Linked DNA regions of Mus musculus: all the other regions are linked to region 2. Evidence: chromatin contacts called from public Hi-C and HiChIP or PLAC-seq data. All regions are on one chromosome and are shown on one strand. The core of a region is the stretch at or near the end of the contact, and the rest is flanking DNA. Distances in the headings are between cores, read along the strand shown.

What was found. Hi-C and Micro-C count contacts between places; a contact is called where the count stands out from the background. HiChIP or PLAC-seq counts read pairs in DNA pulled down with a chosen protein or histone mark.
Region 1: a Hi-C map of embryonic fibroblasts shows a contact between it and region 2, with 4 times the contacts expected there. The contact joins the enhancer-like site here to the promoter of Gas1 in region 2. A contact is called at or near these places in 8 of 39 promoter capture datasets (the 3T3-L1 cell line, 3T3-L1-derived adipocytes, cranial neural crest and 4 more), 16 of 484 Hi-C or Micro-C datasets (the 3T3-L1 cell line, 3T3-L1-derived adipocytes, the C2C12 cell line and 7 more) and 2 of 9 other capture datasets (adipose tissue and liver).
Region 3: an H3K4me3 HiChIP or PLAC-seq map of embryonic forebrain shows a contact between it and region 2, with 2.3 times the contacts expected there. The contact joins the enhancer-like site here to the promoter of Gas1 in region 2. A contact is called at or near these places in 3 of 39 promoter capture datasets (liver and pre-B cells), 35 of 484 Hi-C or Micro-C datasets (the 3T3-L1 cell line, 3T3-L1-derived adipocytes, the C3H10T1/2 cell line and 20 more), 9 of 115 datasets of contacts at active chromatin or transcription factors (cardiomyocytes, differentiating embryonic stem cells, embryonic forebrain and 6 more) and 3 of 9 other capture datasets (adipose tissue, liver and pancreatic islet).

Annotation. Positions count from the first base shown.
Region 1 is chr13:60,224,712-60,227,875 of GRCm38.p6, forward strand. No RefSeq gene overlaps it. Among named protein-coding and RNA genes, the nearest start is that of Gm5084, 21 kb to the left of the region's middle. Within about 2 kb of position 1,655, at least 77 of the 459 cell types and tissues checked have an H3K27ac peak or open chromatin away from gene starts, as enhancers often do. A contact at or near this core is called in the C2C12 cell line, the N1E-115 cell line, adipose tissue and 4 more, where this site is marked.
Region 2 is chr13:60,175,662-60,179,085 of GRCm38.p6, forward strand. It overlaps Gas1 (growth arrest specific 1), which reads right to left and starts at 1,874. Exons shown (of 1, transcript NM_008086.2): 1 at 1-1,874. The coding sequence starts at 1,280. The coding sequence ends at 126.
Region 3 is chr13:60,120,856-60,124,125 of GRCm38.p6, forward strand. The region is part of intron 1 of Gm46420 (a long non-coding RNA gene); the gene reads right to left. Among named protein-coding and RNA genes, the nearest start is that of Gm46420, 3.9 kb to the right of the region's middle. Within about 2 kb of position 1,691, at least 6 of the 459 cell types and tissues checked have an H3K27ac peak or open chromatin away from gene starts, as enhancers often do. A contact at or near this core is called in embryonic forebrain, where this site is marked.

The DNA of each region.
Region 1 (3,164 bases), core at 405-2,904, 49 kb after region 2:
ATGTAAGGAAGGCCTGCTTCCGTCATTCTCCACACAGGATGTGGTGATTGACACTCTGTGAAAATTCTGGGACTTCTCTTGACTCCCAAAGTCCTGGATTGTGAGGACAGAGACAAATTCCCAAGTCCTAGACTGTTTCAGATATTTAAAACCAGTGTCACGTGGCTTTAAACTCAGAAGTCAGATATCTTTGTTCATGGATGGTCAATTAGCTTAATTGACTGACTGATACTTTTGGCAGAAGGTTGCTTTATAGACTAGGCTGGCCTGGAATTTGCTACTTAGCTTAGTTTGGCGTTGAACTCAACAATTCTCCCACCTCAGCTAAGAACTGCAGGCCTAAATCTGCATGCCCAACTGTACTTTTCTGTGCATATTTTGTGGGGTGCAGTTTGATAACTTAGACATACATATGCACTGTTTAATGATCAAACTAAGGTAATTAATGTTACCATCTCATGCATATCATTTATCCATGTTGTGGAATGTCACACTTTTGTAATCGTTTAGAAACACTGTGAATTGCTAAGAGTCATACCTCCATACTATGTAATAGATAGATCCTTCTGCATACATGTTGTTTGGCTTGAAGCTGAATCGGAGGCTACCATTCAAAGCTTGCACCCAAGCATCGGAATCGATGACTTTTCTTAAAAACATTAAGTGTCAGACTTGTGTACTTGTGTACGGGGTATGGGACAGTGAGTGACCTTTAGATAGGACCAGTTTCCTCTGGCTGTCACTGTCTCAGGACAGCTCTGCATGCTCTAGTTTTGGACTCAAGCCTACTTTGCAGTTTCTGGTATATGGTGTGTGTGTGTGTGTGTGTGTGTGTGTGTGTGTGTGTGTGTGTTTATGTATGTAAAGGACTTTCCAGAACTGTTGTAATTCTTGGGAAGAACTGAGGGCCATTCAGCAATCTTCGACACTTTATCAGATGTGATAGTAAAGAATGCCTTTATTAATTTCGGGGGTGGGATTCTTAGAGATGAAATAGTGTGACCCGGTGCCGTAGTTCTTCAAGATTCTTCTATGCAATACTAAGATGAGCTGGCTTCGGTGCTTGACAGGGAGTTTCCAGGCCTATTTAATGGCTGCAATTCAGCTGGGCCTGATCTCTACTTGCAGAGGAACTTTATCTAAATTTCACTTTGACAGATAAGCAGGGGAGCTTCAGAAGGTTTATAAATCAGGCTGGAGCTCTGCCAACATGCTAGAAACTGAGCTCCCAGAGAAAGCCAAAGCCTAAGCCATTCACAGTGTTTTCCTGGGTGGAGAGCCAGGTTGGAGAAATGTCTGTGCTCTTACCAGATAACTATCTTGTCAGGCCTGACATCAGCCTCTCTGTGTTGCAAAATGCTCTTTGGGATCCTGATACCTTAATGGCTAGGCCCCAGTTTATTACAGGCACAGCCATTTTGCTCACATTGGAATGCTGATGGTTTCCGGCGACATTTTGGGAAAAGCAACCCCTTGCATAGGTAGGTCTCCGCAGAGATGAGATGAGAGGCGGGAGATGCAGAGACAAGGGAGGAGTGTGCTCACAAAAGCAACAGTGTCCTGAGCGAGGTGGGAATGTACCTTCTCCAGTCCAGCCTGGGTGTCTCAGAGCACTGCAGTGATTCATCAGTCATAGATGGGCAGGGGGAGGGCCTCCGGGCTCCTGACACAGCCCTCTGTAGGCGTGATGGATGTGGAGAAACTCTACCCTTCCCAGGGGGTCAGGTGGCACCAGCCAGACAAAGATCGTAAACAATTCCGTCTTGAAAAAGAGCCCCCCCCTTTCCCTTCCCTCCCTCCCTCTCTTTTCCCCTCCCCTCTGGCTCTCTCCCCTTTTCTCTTTTTTTTCCCTCTCTCTGCCAAAAAGTTACAGTATCCAGCCGTTCCTTATTAAGTTAGAAGTCTGTGGAAAAAAAAAAGAAGGAGCCTGTGCATAGAAATACTCAGTCCTTCGACCCGGCTATTTCTATGGTGCAAGCATGTCTGGAGAAGTAAGGAAATGGCATTCCTGTTTGCTGCTGAGTAAAAAACCAGCTGCTCTCTGGATTTCAGAGGGAGATGTTATCCTACCCTGTGGTCGTCCAAGGTCTTCCAAGGCTGCTCTGGAGAGGCTGTGGATGAAAACAAGAGAGAGCTAGGGGGTGGGGGTGGGGGCAGGGGTGGACAAAAGAAAGCCGTGGGTACCGTGTGCTGGCTGCTGGAGACAGTTTCCATCTTTCTGTTGCTTCCGTGTCTTTTGACATCTTTGGGATTTTGACAAAAGTGGTTCTAATTGGATCTGAATCAATTTGAGCTTTTGATAAGGTGTATAACACCATCCCGGCACCCACCCCTCCACTCCAGTGAAGTTTGAAGAGTTTCTGTATTTGTTTGCTCGCCAGACGCTGTGGGCAAACTCATTCTCAGGCATGGTGCAAAGTTTGAGCTGCGACTTCCGGGGGATGTGTGTGATGCTCCCTGCTGTTCAGGGCCATCCTCAATCTCTTCTTTCCTCTCATAGGCTGGACCACAGAGGCCTGGAGCAGTCTGCTTCTCAGTTCCCATCTGATAGGTCGAGGTGTGCTGGTCCAGACAAGAACTTAGGGGAAGTCAAGATGGCCATCCGTGCCACCACACACTGACAGTGTGCTGACTTTCCTTTACCACCAAACCCTTAGCAGGCCATGTGATGAACAGATAAGGAGTGCAGAGGAGAGCCATCCCTCAACAGCTGATGGGCAGCATAAAGGTGCAATGATGAACTCAAGCTTCCTATCTCTGAAGCTTTACTGGTCCGCAAAATCTCATTCTTGGTCCCCATAGAAACTTGCTAGAGGGTACTTTGATGTTTGCTTTTTGAAATGTATTCCTCCTATATCATTCCTTGGCACAGAGAATTCCCAAACAGGCGTCTGCAGTAGGAAGAGTTTCGCAGGCAGTGGTCAATGGGAAGATGTAATGATCAATGTGCCTCAACCCAACTTCCACCCCCACACTCAGACCTCCCCTCTCTGGCCAACCATGAAGGTTGGAAGGTGAAGGCATTCGTAGAGTCTAGGTGACCTGTTCACCAGCACGGGAACATGGTACATGCAGCTCCTGGGGCTCAGATGTCTGGTTCAGTAGTACTTTGGAAGGTGGTAGGTTTGTGGGGAGGGACCAGACTTGACTTTGAGGGGCTAGGT
Region 2 (3,424 bases), core at 624-3,123:
CACCCAGGAAGAGTGTGGGTCAGTGTTCCCGACCATCTCCGGTCTCCGAGCCACAGGTGCCCTGCTCGGGAACCAGCTGGGTCGTGCATACCGGCCTGGAGCAGCCTGCAGCAGGGGCGCAGGAGCTACAAGTGTGACCCGAGCAGCAGGAGCAACAGCAGCAGCAAACAGGCAAACGGGGTCCAGGCGCTTCGATTCGCCCAGTGGCCTCCACTGCCGCTGCTGCTGCTCCTGCGCCCGGGACCGTGGGGCAAGTCTCCGCGGCCGCCCGCCGCAGCAGCGCCGCCGCCCGGGCGCGCAAGGCCGTCGTCGTCGTCCAGGGGTTGCTCGCCGCCCGCGGCCCCAGCGCGCTGCTCGTCGTCATATTCTTCGTCGTAGTAGTCGTCCAGGCCCCCGTCCGAGCCGCTGCTGCCCGGACCGTTGCTCGCATCTGGGCCGAAGCACAGGCGGGCCATGTTCTCTTTGACCGATTCGCAGATGGGCCGCTCCAGCCCATCGCACACGCAGTCGTTGAGCAGCGCCGCCTTGGGCACGGCCAGCATGTCCTCGATGACCGCGCGGCACTCGTCTGTGCAGCGCAGCCCGTTGAAAAGCTTGCCGCAGTAGGCCAGGTAGCGGCTGAGCGCCAGGTTGCAGCGGCTGTCCCGGTCGCAGCGCCGCCGGGCCTCAGTGCAGCCCATGACCGAGCCCGCTCCCGCGCCCGGGCCCACGCTGCTGGTGCGCGGCAGACAGGGCTCGATGGCGCGCTTGGTGGACCTGCAGTGTTCGTCCTGCGCGCAGTCGCAGTCCTCCAGCGCGGGCCCGCGGCGCGTGTGGTTGAGCTGGATAAGCGCCGAGATGCAGTGGCTCGGGCAGCGCCAGCGCGGCGAGGACGCGGCCGAGGCGGGGAAGGCGCCGGCGGGCCCCGGAGCATCAGCCCCGCCGCGCTGCGCTAGCACCGGCGCACAAGCCTCGGCGTACTGGCTGTAGGCGTAGCTGCAGTCGGGCTCGCCCTGACACTGCAGCAGCGCCTGCCAGCAGATGAGGCGGCGGCCGTGCGCTAGCCCCGAGCCCCGCGGTGCCGAGCACAGCAGCTGCAGCAGCGCCATCAGGCACAGCAAGGCGCCCGGCAAGGTCCCCGTGCGGGCCCCGGCGCCGCCCAGCAGCGCGGCTAGCATCGCGGGCAGCAGCGGCCGCCGGACGCGGTGCGGAGCGGAGACGAGGCTCGGGTGGCGGCCGCGGGGCCGCTGGAAAAGTTTGTCCGAGTTCCGCGCACTTCTGGCATGGGCGTCCTCATCCATCCATGCCGGCGGCCCCGCGGCTGGTAAAGGCGGGTGTTCGCTCCGGCACCGCGGCCGGGGCTCCCTGAGAAGCGCGGCGACGCAGGTCCGGGTCCGGTAGACGGTTGGAGGCGCTCAGTGCCGTTCCGGGGGGACGCGGCGAAGCTGCAGGAGCGCGCGGCGCCGGGGGTGCATGGTGCTAGGCGCCTGCAGACAGTCGTGCGGCCGGCGGCTCCTCGGTTCCCGGCTCAGCGGCGCGTAGCACTTCGCAGCTCTGGCATCCCGCCTTCCCGCGGCCAGGACGCTTGGTCCCCTCCCCCTCTACCCCGGTCTGGGCCGCGCTCCGGGAAGTTCTGGGCGCCAGGCGCAGGGAGGACCCCGAAACTCGGAGCGTTTCTCTGCTCCGAGACCCGGAGCTTGGGGAGCGGATCCGCGGAGCCCGGCTGCGGACTAGCTCGCCGCGAGGCTTTAAATACAAAAGTGGGCCGGGAGCCCCCGTGTGGTGCCGCGGCGCCCCCTCATTATGCATGCATAGAAAAGCAAACAAACAAAAACATTAGCAACGCTCCTCCGGCTCGCCGAGCCCTGGCCCCGCGCGCTCCAGGCTTGCCCGCTTTCTCCTTTCTCCACTCTCCGGCGCCCTTTGCTCGGCCCCCTTCCCCGGCTTTGCGAGCTGCTATTGGTCCAGCCTGTTGTTGTTGAAACTTTTTTTTTTTTTTCCGAGCCGCTGGAGTGGGGCTGCAGAGTGGGGGAGGGCGGTGGGCAGCTCACATTCAGGCATTCAGGGCTTGAAAGGAACGGCTTAGGGAGCCTGACACAGGCCCAGCTCCTCCCACTCTTCAGGAGGCTGGGATACCGAACCCCAGCTCGCGCACAGAGCCAGCGGGCAGGGCTTAGGGCCAGCTGCCTGCATCCGGCTCAGCCACCGGCCTTTTTGTTCCCTTCCTCCGCCCCCTTTTTGTTTGGGTGGGGGGACACTTTTATTAATTCTTACTGATCCCCCATCTTTGCATCCGAGAAAGTTCGAAAGTCACTTTAATTTTCAGGCTCCTCATCTCTGAGTTCTGATCACCTCGGGGGGTATAGCGAAGGCAGGGAGTTTTGAGAATTCATTGTAAGACTTTAAAAACTTAGACACAGATTGCGCGCGCGGGCACACACGGGTTCTCTCTCTCTCTCTCTGTCTCTGTCTCTGTCTGTCTCTCTCTGTCTCTCTCTCTGTCTGTCTCTCTCTCTGTCTCTCTCTGTCTGTCTCTCTCTCTGTCTCTCTCTCTCTCTCTCTCTCTCTCTCTCTCTCTCTCTCTCTCTCTCTCTCTCTCTCACACACACACACACACACCGAGCCACCATCACAACCACGACCTCTACCACCACCACAAGAAGGACACTTTCCACCAGCTTTCAGTCCCCCTTTCCGGCAGGTAAGGCCCTCGCACTGGACATCGTTTTCAAACTAAGAAATCCAAAGAACTGAAACTATTTCTTTACTCACGATTTTTTTTTTTAAATACGAACGGCAATGACAAATCTTAGCATTAAAAACCCTGGGAATGCTGAGCGCTACCACCTGGCTGCAGTTACAGCACAGAGGACGAGGGTAAATTGACCCGCTACGTGCTTTAAACTGCACGTTTCAGTTCCTCGCTGTGTTTAAAGCAAAAGCCACCAGCAGAGCGGGCTTTGCAGTCAGAGCAGGACTCTCTCAAGCGACCTTAACTGTGGCGCAATGCAGCTTTTGGCCACTAGAGGCACCGCGAGTCTGTGGCCTGTCAAAAACTGGCTCCTTCCTCTCCCCTTTCCATGGTGAGACTATCAACTCAGTCTGTCACAAAATTTAAGGCTAAATCGCTGCTGAAGCAAAGGAAGCCCCAGCTGCAGTGCGTTCAGAAAGTGGACTGTCCACCTCTCCAAAGAGTTAAAGAGTTTGAAAGGGCGAGAGTGAGGGCCTGACGGATTAACCTGGCTTTTGGGAAAAGCTGGCTGCCTAGGCTGAGGAAGCTGTCTCTGAAACCTCACAGGATGAGAGAGGCAGACTGAGCTGTGTGAAGCCACCGTGCTCCTACCCTAACCCTAATTCATGGTTAGGACCATGAATTTAGTAATAGAAAACAAACGCAAATCTATCCTTAAAAACTAGCCAGATGTGGTACAGCAAGCCTGTTTAT
Region 3 (3,270 bases), core at 441-2,940, 55 kb before region 2:
ATAGAAACAGATGCAGAGACCACAGCCAAACATTGGATGGAGCGCAGAGACTCTTATGGAAGATCAGGGGGTGGGGTGGGGGTGGAATTGAGGGCCCTAAAGCAGATAGGAACTCCATGGGAAAACCAACAGAGTCAACTAACTTGGACCCTCGGGGCTCTCAGAGACTGAACTATCAACCAAAGAGCATCCACAGGCTGGGCATAGTCCCCTGCACATATGTAGGAGATACAGCTCAGTCTTCACGTGGGTTTCCAACAACTGAAGCAGGGGCTGTCCCTAAAGCTGTAGCCTGTCTTTGGACTTCATTCCCCTAACTGGATGCCTTGTCTGGCCTCAGAGATGATGTACCTAGCCCTGCAGAGACTTGGTGTTGCCAGTGTGGAAGGGGGTACTCAGAGGAAAAGGGGAGGGGAGGTGGAGGGAGGGACTGCGTGAGGAGGGAGGGGAACCGTGATCAGATATAAAGTGAATAAATAATAAATGGGAAAAAAGTAAAAAGAAAACCAAACAAACAAATATATCCAAACATTTATTAAAAACTTCCACGGTACCCATGGGCACAAGCATCATATACACTAGCAATAATGGAGATCTGTTTTAGTGATGACAATTTTCTGTTTCCACACAGAGTGGTCTGTGTTTGAGGTATCATTGTAAGACATGCCAATATGGCACATTAGTGAATCAACCCAGGAGCAACCCTTGTAACCCTGGCCAGCGCAGTATCTTCCTGCCAGACTTTGTAGTATAAGCTAAGTGGTTCTCTTTTAAAAAGGAACAAATATTCTAACTCCTTACAAAAACATCCCGAAAGCTCTAGAAACACATATTACAAAAAAACAAAACAAAAACAAAAACAAAACAAAACAAAACAAAAATGAGACTTTATAGATACTTTGATTATTAGCTCCCTGTAGATCCCATTCTTTAAAAAGTTACTTAAGTAAAACACTTTGGTCTTCAATGATTTTTTTTTCAAGCCTGGCGATTTAAGAGAAACAGTGAAGACCTTCCCTTTCTTTATCCATTATGCATCCCTTCCACAGACTCCGCTTCACCCCTAGAATGTGGGCAGGACTGGGTAGCTCCTGTGTAGATTACTTGTTTGACTGTGGAAAAGCGATGTTATGGTTAACTTCTCAAGCGACACAAGCCAAGCTCGCAGAAACACAAATACCAAGAATGGTGTGCTCTGCGTGTGTAAATGTCTATACCTGAGACATGGCTGCCCAGTAGCAAGACAGATGAATACAGATGGCCAGAGGGAGGAGAAGGGTCCCAACACGTGAAGAGGCTCAAGTATATAGCAATTCCAAGGAAAGATAAAAATCATTTTAAAAATAGATTTCCCAAGGTAGGATGAACTTTGGGGGGAATTCGGGTGGTTAGGGGAACAATGTTTTCCCCTTTTTCCTCCCCCCCACCCTTGCCTTTGACATTTTCCTTTTTTAATTTTCGTTTTTCTTTCTTTCTGGTACTTTTCTTTCTTCTGTTCTGAAGTGTTCTCTGCAGTGGAGCTGGAGAACCGAGTACCTCATTTTCTTTTTCTACTTTGCAATTTAGTTTTCTCCTTGTTTCCGCCCTCTTGTTCGTTTTCCCTGCAGTCTTCTCAGCGCCTCAGCTCCTCACTGCTCCCTCGTGCTGTTCACATCCCGCACAATGTCCAAAGTCAGATGACCAAGGTTGCCAATTTTTTTTCAGCCTCCTCCAGTTGTCCTTGTTGCGACCTGGGGCTGCCACGAGGCCGGTGTACGGGGTTTACTGGAGCCCTGGGCTTTTTAGGTTGCGAAGACCTCTCCCACCCAGGCCCCAGCAACTTCCATGCGGCAAAGGAAGGCCGGACAATCTTCCTGGCATATTCCTAAGCACTGAATGGGAGCTGTTCTGTCTCATTAAGTGAATAGGTTGTATCACGTTTTAATCGCATGCAAATGAGGTCTCGAGGTTTAATTACCCAAGTGGTGGCTTCTGATCTAAGCTCTTCTCATTATGTCAATTGATCTTGAAAAAACAGAGTGGTATGCGGGAGAGAGGCGAGCCAAATGCTCTGACCGCTCTCAGGCGGAGACCTCCAGTTAGAAAGGAGGCTGCTGACTCTCAAGGCAAAGCTGGCCAGGAAAGTGAGGGGATGTGGTCACCTGGGGCCAGCTCAGCCGGGAAGCCACTTGCTCCTAGTTTGGTTTCAGGGTCCCGAGACTTTTCGCCAGCGTGATCACGCCTCCTGTGATTTCAACAGAGGCACTACCGAGAGGATCCCTGTGACTGCCTGTGCCGAGTGTCACCTCCGAGAACCTCATTTTCAAGGGCTCGTAGGTCTCAGCCTACTCTGTGCAGGAGTCACTCTGGTCCCTTCTGTCCACCAGTCAGTCACTCCTACCGGCCTGTGTGTCTTCGTAGAAGGCTCATATCCACAGTCAGACCATATCTCAGAGCAGCCGTTCTTCAGCCGTTCTCCACTCAGCCACCAGGAAATGGTACATCTTTGGACCCGGTCCAGATGACAGTCTTGTCCTCCAGACTTGAAAACATCATACAGACTATTGCATGCTAAGTCAGTCTAGAATGGCCCTGCTGAGAGGGAGAGGAGTCGGCTGGCAGCCTGGCCCTTCACCCAGAGAGGAAGGAGGAAGCCAGCAGAAGGGCCATTTGTCTTTGTTATTAGGGAGTAAATCAACCTTTGTTTTGCTGGCTCAACTCAAGGAATGCCATTATTACCAAATAAATTGTGTCGTTACAAATCAATCCAGCCAGCTTTCATTTAAATGTGAATTGTGATAATTGTCTGGGCTTCAAACCTGCTTCCACTCAGAGGACACAATGGTTAGGCATGTTGATCGGGTCAAATTTAACACTTAAATATATATATACATAAAAGCAAGTTTTATTTTTGTTATTAATCACTGTATCATTTTCTTCTCTTTGAGAAGCAAACTGTCTCTTGTATGTGTAGGACAGTTTGGCAAAATATTAAAAACATGCCAGCCATCAACAGAATGTAGTGCAAATGACCTCTGTGAGACAGCACACCTGCAGAAAGTTTTCTGTCCCTCCTGAATATTTTAAAGTCTACCTTCTAATGCGACTGGGACACTAACACTGCTTCCGGTGGTGCTGTGGGCTTTCTGGAGGGCTTGCTGGTGTTTACGTCCAAGCCTTCCTCTGGCTGCTAGTGTGAAGGACTTTATCCTTGCATCTGTCCTTTGCTTTTGGTCTTGAGGTTTCCCTGTGGCCATTCCTTTCCTTTGTGACACAGATGAAGGCTGGGAA